2 separate regions of the Sus scrofa genome follow, and region 2 is linked to region 1. Evidence: chromatin contacts called from public HiChIP or PLAC-seq data. All regions are on one chromosome and are shown on one strand. The core of a region is the stretch at or near the end of the contact, and the rest is flanking DNA. Distances in the headings are between cores, read along the strand shown. Region 1 overlaps LOC110255633 (a long non-coding RNA gene). Region 2 overlaps LOC110255736.

The links. HiChIP or PLAC-seq counts read pairs in DNA pulled down with a chosen protein or histone mark.
Region 2: a contact with region 1 is called in an H3K27ac HiChIP or PLAC-seq map of skeletal muscle, with 4 times the contacts expected there. The contact joins two enhancer-like sites. A contact is called at or near these places in 2 of 47 Hi-C or Micro-C datasets (epiblast stem cells and skeletal muscle) and 1 of 2 datasets of contacts at active chromatin or transcription factors (skeletal muscle).

Annotation. Positions count from the first base shown.
Region 1 is chr10:10,718,080-10,724,154 of Sscrofa11.1, forward strand. The region is part of intron 1 of LOC110255633 (a long non-coding RNA gene); the gene reads left to right. Among named protein-coding and RNA genes, the nearest start is that of DUSP10, 180 kb to the right of the region's middle. Within about 2 kb of position 2,237, at least 20 of the 83 cell types and tissues checked have an H3K27ac peak or open chromatin away from gene starts, as enhancers often do. A contact at or near this core is called in skeletal muscle, where this site is marked.
Region 2 is chr10:11,116,395-11,122,860 of Sscrofa11.1, forward strand. The region is part of intron 5 of LOC110255736; the gene reads right to left. Among named protein-coding and RNA genes, the nearest start is that of TRNAT-UGU, 190 kb to the right of the region's middle. Within about 2 kb of position 3,802, at least 19 of the 83 cell types and tissues checked have an H3K27ac peak or open chromatin away from gene starts, as enhancers often do. A contact at or near this core is called in skeletal muscle, where this site is marked.

The DNA of each region.
Region 1 (6,075 bases), core at 987-3,486:
TAAAAATTTTCCCACGAGTTCGGAAAATGATGGAAGATCATATGAGCAAAGTAAATGTATATATATACATATATATATTTATGACTACATGTAATAATAATATGTAAATATATTTGGTTATAATCTATACATATATATATATGACTGGGTCACTTTGCTGAACAGGAGAAACTGGCACAACATTGTAAATCGACTATACTTTAATTTTTCGGTAATGAAAAAAATGTAAAACTTTGCGCTGGCAAATCACTCTCCACTATCAAGAGAATAAAAGTCAGTCTCCAAGCACTGACGAGGAGAAGATATTTTCCAGTTACATATCTAACAGACTTGTAACGAGGACAAAGGACTCTTAAGCTCAACAATAAGGAATCAAACAACCCAATGAAAAAAAAAAAGGAAAGGACATGAATAGATGTTTCACCAAAAAGATAGAAAAAGAGCAAATAAGCACATGAAAAAAGATGTTCCCCTCTAGAGCCAGTAGGATAAGGCAAATTTAACCCATAATGAGATATTACCACATGCTTACTAGCATCTCTGAAATGAAAATGGTAACGGACAATACCAAGTGTTGGCAAAGATGTGGAGCACAGCAAACTTACCGGATGGGGTGGAAACGTGGTGCAGCCCCTTTGGAAGGTGGCTTAGCAGCAGCTTCTAAAGTTAAATACACACTTAACATGTGACCCACCATCCTACTCTTGGGTATTTACACTGGGTCATTGAAAACTGCTGTTCACAGCAGAATTGGTACCTGAATGTTCGTAAGCAGCCTTGTTTGTAGTAGCCCCCAACTGGAGGCAACTCAGACATCCTTCAGGGTGGCGAAGGACCAACTAACGGGGATGTACCCCTGCTACTCAGCAATACAAAGAATAAGCTATTGAGACACACAGCGGCTTGGATGAATCTTAGACCATATGATGAGTGAAAGACGCCTGTCTCCAAAGACCAAACTGGAGTGACGGAGGACAAATCTGTGTCTGCCAGAGGTTGCGGGTCAGGGAGGGTGTGAGAAGAGATAGCACGAAGAAGGTTTTGGGGAAGGTGATGGAACCATTCTGTATCCCGGTCCGAGTGATGGTTAGACAAACCTATAGCCAGGTTAAAATGCACGGAACTGTACACCAAAGAAAGATAAAAACCTGAGTGTTCTTGCTGTGGTGCAGTAAGAATCCAACTGCAGCGGCTCCGGTCACTGCAGAGGCGCAGGTTCCATCCCGGCACAGTGGGTTAAAGGATCCGGTGTTGTCACAGCCATGGCATAGGTCGCAGTTGCTGCTCAGATTCGATCCCTGGCCCGGGAACTTCCATATTCCATGGGCGCAGCCATAAAAAATATATAATAAAGTAAAATTTTAAAAAATTAAAAGTAAAAACCTAAGGAACACCATCACATTCACATTTGACTCTTGTGTTCAGTTTGTCGTCAGATTCACTTTTACGTGACTGATGACATCTTCCTTTAGCCAACACCTGCCTGCACGACTAGGTGTGATGCGTGTACAAGGCAGTGTGGACACACAGGTGACTCAGGCAGAAGCCCTGACAGTCAGGGCTTATGACCTAGGTGGGAAAGTGAGAGCAGCGAAGAGATGTAAGAAATTGATACTACACGAGTTCAAGCCAGGGCTCACCAGGAGCTGTAAGCACAAAGACTATTTTCTTGATTTGACCAAGAAGCCACGAAGGAGTAATTGTTTACTATTTTCTTACAATATATATATATTTATTTCTTACTATATTATATATATATATGTGTGTGTATGTGTGTGTGTGTATAGGTAATTTTGAAGACTCCTTTTTGGCGGGTCTTTAAAATTATTAAATATATTAAAGGAAAAATATTTTTTAAATATTAAATGAAAAAAATTCCATTAGGTGATAGGACTGGTGCCTGCTGGATTGCAAGCTTATTGAAATATGCCCTGTGTCTATTTTCACTTGCACATTCCACGAGCTAGTACTCTGACAAATGCAAGTCCCATCACTCATGAATTATTTAGGAAATAGACAAACAAAAGTTGACATCATTAGCACAGCATTCTAATCATTGCAAGCCTTTATAATATTATTTTTTATTTAGCTAGCATATTCATCAGTATAGCTCCTGTCACAGTCATCTGGAGCTGAAGCATGTCTTTTTATTAATATGTGCATATCACATTGTCATGCTGTTTGGGTGGCATTTCCAAGGGGAGAGTCCCTAAAAGTGCGTCATAATGATTAGTCATGTCTAATGGCATCGGCCTTTGAAACCAAAGACCATAGCATACCCTCTTAATATCTTCAGGAAATAAATACCAGGAATGTGAATGCAGATCCTTTTAGAAGACGGCTAATCCTGCTGTGATAAGTGACTGGGCAGTTATTCAAGTGGGATGTTTGCACTGCCATGGAAACAGACAAAGTTGGTGTTTTTCAGCGTTCTAAATCCAGAGCCCTAATCTAGATATAAATATGCCGAATGTTATGAACGTCCTTCCCTAAACCAAGTCCCTACATCAGTGTCCTCGCCTGTGACATAAAGGTCACTCAGCACAGCCTGATGTGGAGTCATGACGATTAAGATGCTTGCTTATAAAAAGTCCTGGTGTTTATTCCCATCTGGGCAAAAGTGAAGTTCAAAGTCAGAGTTCCATCAGAGTTCAGCTTCTGTGCTCAGTCAGACCATTCCTGTTTAGAAGAGAATTTTCTAAAGTAAGTGCTAAGTATTTTAGGCAAAGAAACCCAGCTGTGAAAATACTGTGAACACTCGTACAGTTGTTTTATATGTGGATTTATTTTTACTTGCACTTATTTCAGTGCAATTCTTGGGAGAGAAGCGCCTGTCCTACCTCCTTCTACGGCGCTTACCCTTACTGCCCCTCATGGGTCTTTTGAGAAATGACAGTCTCTCTCTAATTCTTAGGGGTCACAAGTATTCTGCATCACAGCACACCCTTGACTAATTAGCATTAATAAGTGATGTTGGGAGAAAGAACCTGGAGAAAAAGCAGTGTGCTTGTTTTTGCCAAATTGGAGTTGACCCAGCTAGCAAAAATTTCCAGGGTACTTTCATATTCTCCTGCCTCATGTGTGTTCCCGCTGCCTAAACCTACATTTCTGACATGGGGTCTTGGACACCCCAGGAGGGACAAGGCTCCGGCGATGTTTTGTTCCAGGAGGTATGGGGACTTCATTGATTTCCCAGGCTCGCTCTTAGCTGTCTGCTAGGTGCAGACCCTAGGGGCGAAAGGACATCCATTGCCACCTCCTAGGATCTGAAGATGTTTTAGCAAAGACCGGACAAAGGTGAATCTAATCTACTCATGAGTTACTGAGCACCTACTGTGTGCAAGGCCCTGGGCTGGATACAGATCGTAGAACCTTCCGGAATGAGCAGCATTTCTAGAGGCAGGGAACCAAAGTAGGACAGCCGAGCAGCTGGAGAGAAAGTTCGGAGGTGGAGAAGCAAAAGGCCAGTTAGAGTCCCCTTCAGAGTGAGTCAGAAGACGGGTAGAGCGGAAAAACGGGAGATTAAATCCCGACTCCCCTTCCACACCCTGGGTCTGAATTTCCTCATAGAGAAAATGAAGATAACTGCGCCCTGGCAGGGTCAGCGTAGTTACTCAAGATGCTACACGGAGCCCACCTGATACAGGGCGGGAGGTTAATAACCGCAGTTACCGACCGGCTGTCCCTTGGCCAAGAACAACTTGGAAGGAGGAGCTTGGGAAATAAGGCTGCAAAGGCAGTTTGGAGCCTCAAAGAAGGGGCCTCGGACGCCCGGCTGATTCTGTGAACACTGAGTCGTCCCTGACGGTCAGGGAAACAAGAGTGACACGACCACGGAGTTTTTTTTAGAACAGTGAAGAGGGAATTAGGAGCAGGGAGTGAAAAGACTCAGGCCAAGGAGCCTCAAGTCTCTGCAGTGGTTCTGCTGAATCAATAGGAAGTAAGAGACGCAAGGGATGCCTTGGCGGTGTTGTCGGGAAGCTTTGATTCTACTCAAAATAAATTCAGCATCATATCTAGAAACTTCCAGGTAGGCCATACACAAATTAGCGCTCTTTTCTGTTCTTTAGCAATTTCTAAGTTTTAGCAAATATTCAAGCAAGGACTATGTGTTTGGTGGCAAAACGTGAAAGGGATGTAGGCGCTGCCCATCAGAACTCGCGCATGCGTGTTAGCGAAAAGCAAACTCCAACCTCCTAAGGGAAAATAAATAAAGGAGTCCAGGTTCCTAAAACTATGAAAGACCTGGGTCCTCCCGGAGCCCTCTGCCTGCAGGAGACTGCGGCACTTTAGGGGTCTACACAGATCTGAGTGGAAAAGGTCAGGGAGCATAGTTTTAGGAAGCTGGAAGCCTTTATTCAGAGATTTCAGCGTATCTTGAGGGGAACAACCAAAATATCCAAAAAAGAAGAAATCATTGAATAAAATCATGTATTAAAAAATGGTGCAGCTGTTAACATCAAGGGTTTAAAGGTTATTTAATGACATAAATAATCGTTCACAGTGCATTAAATGAACTAAGCAAGATAAAAAATTGTTCAGCTGGATATAATTTTGGTTAAAAAATTAAACATAAACATAAAATTTATGTGTATAAATAAAGAATGAAAGCACATGCATTATATTTTTAACAATGGTTGTTTATGACTGGAAATTTTGTTTTAACTGAAAGATCGCAAACTGACAGCCAGGAACTAATTGTGATTTTGTAGACCTCTGCTGTTTGCCTGGATCTTCCCCTTCATACCAGCCACCTCCTTTTTTGTTCTTGGAGGAGCCACCTGCTTCCTATGTTTGGGTGGCCTGCCCGAGCCCGCAGGTACTCCTGAGGAAAGTTTTCATCTTTGCACTTTTCTACAAAGCAGGATGTACTTTTCAACATTAGAAGTAGCAAATGGTATGTTAATTAGCATCCATTTGCAGTCTGCACATTTCCGTTGGAAGGTATTTCTTTTAAAGAATTTCAGATAAATTTTTAGGAGAAGTGTAGCCCTTCTTGCCACCCTCCCCCCAGGGTATGGAAAACAAGAGCATCCTCCCTGATATTTCCTAGGGGACCCCTCGGCGCTGTGGGTGCCACCAGCCTGCTTTCAGACTTGGTCCCTAAAGGCCCTGAACATTTTGGTCTTAGCCCGTGTAGGAGAACCGGAGTGAAAGGTTTACATGCGAGGGCTGGTCAGTAATTATTTTAAAATGGGAAAGCAATGTAATTATTATTCAATACATGCAATTTTTGGATATATAGAAGCTTCGAAAAAAATCAAAGCAGAATTTGGTAGTGACACGTTGAATACCGTTTACTTAATCCAAGCGCCTCATTTTACAAATGGGGAAAGTATAAGAAGAAATAAAGGAATCGAGCAAGGCTTGGTTAATGAAATACTGGGTAGATACAGGGATGACCTTGCACAGCGGTTGCCGAGGGCCAGGGCCTGTCCACCTGTGTCGTGTGCTCAGCTAACCCTCGCAGCAACCTGCAAGGCAGGTGTTACCTCTGCTGTAGGACTGGTTCAGTTACCAGATGGGGGGCAGAGAGGTACAGAGGCTGCAATGTAGATTGTCGAGCTGACAGAGACCTTGGCGTTCACCTCGTCCAGTGGCCACCTGTTACGAGTGAGGGTCCAGAGGCCCATGCAAACGGATGACCTTGTTCAAGGTCAGCCAGCTTCCAGACCCAACACTTCAGGCCCTTGACTCTATACCCAGTGTTCTTTTGTTACCTCCTGCTCCCTTCACATGGGAACTGAGATATAAATAAATTAGATGCCTGAAGCTTTGACTCAGTAAGGTAGGATGATATTCGAGAATGTTTTATTAACAAAACCAAGGAAAGCCAGTGCTGAAAAAAACATTTTGAAATTTTATAAAGAGGGCTTTGGTTAACAAAAAATAAACTGATAACATTTTTTTATTCTATTCCTTGAAAAATACAAAGTACTAAATCCTACTAAAAAAAATGAACAGGGGAGTTCCTGTCGTGGCTCAGTGGTTAACGAATCCGACTAGGAATCATGAGGTTGCGGGTTTGATCCCTGGCCTTGCTCATTGGTTTAAGGATCCTGCATTGCTGTGGCT
Region 2 (6,466 bases), core at 2,552-5,051, 400 kb after region 1:
CCGAGCCCAAGACCATGGAAAGGCGAGTCTCCAAGTGGAAAGGGATCTTGAGGAACTACCTGGAGAAGAGCACACACCACACACACCACACATACACACACCACACATACACACATATCACATCACGCACACATACATCACACAACACACATACACATACCACACACCATACACACATCACACAAAACACACAACATACCACATGCACACACATCATACACATCACGCACACCAAACACACACACACACGTACACATATTTCCTTTTCAAAGGGAAACAGGCCCATCTGTAACAGAACCAGCTAGACTAGGGGAAGATGTCAAAACTTTGAGAGAAGTTGAGCCGTGGGAGCGGCCCAAGAAATAGCAACAACAACAACAAAAGACAAAAGACAAAAGACAAAAGACAAAAAGACAAAAAAAAAAAAAGAGAGAGAAGTTGCAAGTTTGGGTTTTTGTTTTTGTCTTTTTAGGGCCACACCCACAGCATATGGAGGTTCCCAGGCTAGGGGGTCCAATCGGAGCTAAAGCTGCTGGCCTACACCACAGCCACAGCCACAGCGATAGCCACGCAGGATCCAAGCTGTGTCTGAAACCTACACCACAGCTCGTGGCAATGCAGCCACAGCCTTGCAGGATCCAAGCGGCATCTGCAACCTATGCCACACTTTGTGGCAGTGCCGGATCCTTAACCCACTGAGAGAGGCCAGGGATCAAACCCACATCTTCATGATACTAGTTGGTTCTTAACCCCTTGAGCCACAATGGGAACTCCCACAAACAATTTTTTCTTTCTTTCTTTTTTTTTTTTTTTGGTCTTTTAGGGCCCCACCCATAGCATACGGAGGTTCCCAGGCCTAGGAGTCCAATCAGAGCTGTAGCTGCCAGCCTATACCACAGCCACAGCAATGCAGGATACGAACCATGTCTGCAGCCTACACCACAGCTTGCGGCAATGCCAGATCCTTAACCCACTGTGCGAGGCCAGGGATCGAACCTGTGTCCTCATGGATGCTAGTTGGGTTTGTTTCTGCTGAGCCACCACGGGAACTCCAAAGTTGAAAGTTTTGATTCCTGCATAGGACTGGACATTGTAAATGTGTCATTGCAACACGACACTATGTAGAAAAGCGGACCTATTACAAGCCTACAGCTCGATGAGTTTTCATAGAACACACCTATGTAACCAGCCTCAAGCTCAAGAAGCAGAGTCGCCAGCCCCAAATGGTAAGTGAGCAAAGAAGTGCATAAACAAATGAGGCATCGGAAATGCTAAGTGCTGTAAAGTGCAGCAGGTCAAGGTTGGTGGGGGGGGTCAGGGATGCCTCTGAGGGGACTGCGGAGTGGAATCTGAGGAGTGCGCCCCTCTGATTTGGGGGGTGGACGATCCAGGTGGAGGGAGCAGAAGGGCCATTTGCTAGAAGGAACTGAGCTGGGCAAGACAAAGAACTGCACAGAGAGCCCAAGGCAGGGCAGAGGGTGGGGGCCTGATGGCAGGGAAGGAGCGGGCACGGGTCCAGGTGAAGAGTAAGATTGGTTCTTCCAACCAGAGGATTCCCGTGGGTGACGCAGGAGGTGGCCCAAGTCTGACTCATTTTTAACAGCATGACTTTAGCTGTTGCACAGAAAATTCACCGTAGAGAAATGAGCATGGAAGCAGAAAACCGGTCAGGAGACCTTGTGAGGGTGACAGTGGCGTGGCTGTGCGCAAAGGCCGTGGAGGTGACACACTCAGATGTGGCTGGTCTCGGTTCGAAGGAAAGCATAGGTTGCCTTGCAGAAAGCCTCCAGGCAGCCGTGCCCACCTGTGTTCCTGGAACCTAGGGCTCCTGAGAAGGTGGCGGGCCGGGAGTTTAGCATCTCCAGCGCCCCCTGCTGGTCGCTGCCGCAAACGCGTAGCTTTACCAGGTTGGCACAGGGGGTTCCGTGTGGCCCCCCACCTAAGAGGTCTGACACCCAGAGCTGGTCACCTGCATCTACCCCTCCACGACGTCACTTACATTAGCCAACATGAAGAAAAAGAATACCAATAATGACCAGAAGAATACCAATAATGACCAGAAGAATGCCAGTAATGACCAGTGCAAATTTGCATTCACTAAATCTCATAGGCGTATATAATCATAACATGAAACCCCCAAATCAAAGATAGGGGAAAAAACAAGTGATGGCACAAAAAGGGAGAAAAAGCAGAACTCTTTATTTAATAACTTTATAGTTACCTGGCAGCTTTGAAATGTGGTTCTTTGGTTATAGCATTATAATATTATACTACTAAGTATAATATTAACTACTAAGCAAATTGTAATAAAACTGAAGTGTCCGGAAAGGGTACAATTTGTGCAATTATTAAATCGTACTGCTATTGTGTTGTTTCTTCCTTGATTTGATTTTCAGTTTTTAACTTGGTTTTTACTCTGGTTTTTCTGAAGAATAAACCAAGAAAATAAGTTACAACAGTGGTCCCACCACCATGATTAATTTTAGTAAAATGATTAACAGTTGTTTTAAAAATTAATAAGGTTATGGCATTCCCGTCGTGGCTCAGCTGTAACGAACCTGACTAGTATCCATGAGGACCCAGGTTTGATCCCAGGCCTCGCTCAGTGGTTAAAAATCCGGTGTTGCTGTGAGCTGTGGTGTAGGTGGCAGACACGGCTCAGATGTGGCGTTGTTGTGGCTGTGGTGTAGGCTGGCAGCTGCGGCTCTGATTCGACCCCCAGACTGGGAACTTCCATATGCCACAGATGTGGCCCTACAAAGAAAAAAAAAAAAAAAAAAAAAAAGAAGAAAAAGAAAAAGTTGATGTATTCTGAAAACTCAGCAGCAACTGCAGTTTCTCAGAACTTAGACCAACAATTTTTTTTTTGTTTGTTTTGGTGAAGTCTGTTTTCGCTAACTGGTAAAAAGAAACAGGCAGACTTGCAGTTGGTTGCATGGGCGTTTTCCCTTTTCTAGAGACCGTGCATGTCCCCTTAGTGCCTGAAAGGAAGCTGGCAATCTCCCCCTGCGTGGTCAGCCCTGGACCTGCCTCCAGCTGCAGTGAGGCTGCCTTGCATCTCCCCAGGCCCAGTGTCAGGGGATCTGAGCCCCCAGTGAGGGCAGGAGGGAAGGAGCGGGACTTTGGCGGGTCAGAGAGACCTTGGTGGAAGGAAATGAGAGCGGAGGTCTCTCTTGTCCCCGCTCAGTAGGACAGGATGGTTCCTGTGAGCAGGGCACCTCAGATGGTCCTCTGGGGCCAGGCAATGACAGGAAGGGGGAGTCTGGCGTGGGGCAGGCCTGGGGAGATGCACCCAAAGGCAGGTGTGAAGTCAGCTGCAGCCAGGAGCAGCCCTGCGGGAGCACTGGCAGCAGAGACCGCCCCTCCCTCCCCTTTGGCCTGGAATCTCGCTTTTACTATTTTGCTTTTTTGAAGGAAAGCAAAAGGGAAGGAAGAGGAGGGATGGGAGGGAGCGAGAATGAACAAACGGGAGGAGGAAGGAAGCAAGAGGAGGAGGAGGAAGAGGGCAGAATGAGCAGAAAGGCCTGTAAAGGCTGCACCAGCTCCCGGCCGCCAGCTCTGACCGCTGCTGGCCTGGGTGCCCTCTCCTCTTCGAGGCAGTGTAACCAGTCCTCCAGGGGCGAAGGCTCCCTGGGTAGCAGAGAGGCGAGGGCGCATCCAGCACTGCTGATGCGCGGAGGCCCTTTGGGCGCTGCTGGCCTCTGGCTCCCGCTTGGGAAAAGGCAGACCCCCTTCCTCACCTAGGACAAGCTCCCCATCCACGGGCGGCTCGGCTTCTCTTCCTGCTCCCGCTTCGCAGCGCCAGCTGCACACGAGCTCACGCTGCGGCACAGCCGGCCAGCTAACAGGCCAAGTTCAAGGGGCCCCCGTGGGCCGCCAAGAGCAATTTCCCCCCTGTAACTGGAGCAGACAAGCTGCACGCAGCTCGTGTAATATTTTCACCAGATGCCGTATTGAAAGAAAGCTGCTCCATGGGGAAAACCCTCCAAAGACTTTTCTTTGTAAACAGACCTGATGATAAAGACATGCTAAGTCCTGGAGCCCAGAGGCTGTCAAGGGGTTTACACGATACCCATTGCTTCTTATCTCCCAGGCACCGCGGAGTTGAACATAAGCTAGAGCTAAGCGCTAAATTCATTAGACACATGTCAGCATCTGTCTGTCAGAAACCAGAAGCTTTCCCTGCCAGTTGGGCCACTCCCTGGTTTAGGGAAAGATTGAAAATTGTCCAGCATATTTTCTGAGGCTGTTAGAAAGGCCTGGGTTTCACGGGTTTGAGTTCTTTGCTTTTACCCGGCAGAAGTAAAGTGCAAAAGCCCAGATGTAGGTCATCTGAAACGTGTTTCAAAAAATAAATTCAGGAGTTCCTGTGGTGGCTCAGCAAGTTAAAAACCTGACCAGCATCTGAGGATGTGGGTTCGATCCCTGGCCTCCCTCAGTGGGTTCAGGATCCGGCGTTGCCGTGAGCTGTGGTGTAGGTCACAGATGCGGCTCAGATCCTGTGTTGCTGTGGCTATGGTGTAGGCCGGCAGCTGCAGCTCCAATTTGACCCCTAGCCTGGGAACCTCCATATGCCACAGATGTGGCCCTAAAAAGAAAAAGAAATTCACACACACGCACAAGAAAGACCGGGTGAATGAACACCGAAGTGTTTATGATGATGTTATCCGTAGACGGTGGGATAAAGGACCACTGATTTCCTTTTCGTGCAATTCTATTGCGTAACTCAGGTGGTCTATGACGAATATTTACTTACTTTGGTCACAAGAGGAAAGCAATCCACACAAACTCTGACAAAGGGAGCATACATGATGTATTAGTTTGCCAAGGTTGCGATGACAAAGTGCTTGTATTGGGTGACTTAAGAGCAGAAATGGGAGTTCCCATCGTGGCTCAGTGGTTAACGAATTCGATTAGGAACCATGAGGTTGCAGGTTTGATCCCTGGCCTTGCTCAGTGGGTTTAGGATCCGGTGTTGCCATGATCCTTTGCCGTGAGCTGTGGTGCAGGTTGCAGACGTGGCTCAGATCCCACATTGCTGTGGCTGTGGCGTAGGCCGGCGGCTACAGCTCCGATTCAACCCCTAGCCTGGGAACCTCCATAGGCCACAGGTGAGACCCTAAAAAGACAAAGGAAGAAAGAAACTCCCCAGAAGACAACCTGCTGTGAGCTGAGGTCAAAAGAATGACAAGCTCCCTGGGCAGGTGGCAGGCACATTGCAAATACCGGCACAGAGGCAGCAGTGCCTGGAACCAGCCGATGGAGAGGCTGCAGCCTGGCAATTAGGAAACAGCCAGGCTACCCGTGTCTAATGGGCATCTGAGCCAACCCAGGGCAGCCATCGCTGTGACCTCGATGTTCCTGAACGTTCCAACACTTTCTAACATGGAAAAGTATTGTTCCCCCTGCTCCCCCCCCCCCCCCCCCCGCCAGCAAGGACATGCAAGACAGAGGCAAAGTCCCTGGCATCAGACAGTGTTTTCAGCTAGGGTCATTGAGGCCCCAGCTGCGCTGTTCCAGACAGAAGCTCTTGCAGGCAAGTCAAAAGTTGCGTACCATTTATTTGCGTGGACACAGCAAAACTCTGCAATATGCCAGCCCCACTACCCTCTGGCTGAAAATTCACTGTTTCAGAAGGCAAGAGTTACAACACCATTAGAATGTGCAGTGCTTCATTATGTGGCGGTCATAATTTCCATGAAAATATTGAGAAACGGAAGCAAACATCCATTGGAATAGATTTTGCAATATGTGAGAACAAGGAAATACAATTAATTTTCAATCATTTGGTTGTCTCGCTCAGAGGAAATGAAAAAAAAATCATTAAATTTTTCCTAAGAAAACTCATGTGTTCTGGGGCCCAGAATTAATAGAAATGCTTGCAATAATTTTACCCAGGTTTCTAAGCCTGGACTCTGCAAACCCTTGTAATTACATGCGTGCGTATATATGCTTTGTTACGGAGAGAAACTGTATCTTTGATCAAAATCTGAAAGGGGTGCACCATGGATCTAGTGCTCAGAACCTTTAGTTTATGGGAAAACAATGACACATAATTCACAATAGAATAGTTGCGGAGTCTTGATCAGAGTGGGGTCTCTGCAGTCTTTCAATAGCATTACATTTTTAGGAAGAGTTTGGGGCCTCCGTGAAAGGTTACCCACACTTCCCTATCTGACACTGTCCAGTAAGAATCCGGATAAATCTGTCATTTGTGTGGGGACACAGAGGGGCCCAGGGAAAGCAGATCTGATTGACAGAAATGGGCAGAAACTTCCAACCAAATTATTCATTGTGTAAGCCTTTAGGTCTAATTTCTCAGTCTCTTAACATTTAGGGAATGCTTCAAAGAGGCTAGAAAATTGGCAGTGCAGCATTTGTCCTCATGGGCGTTTTTATTAAATTAAAAGCAGATACATAGTCCCACACCGAAATCAGCTAAAGAAAGCTGCTCTCTACTGCTTAG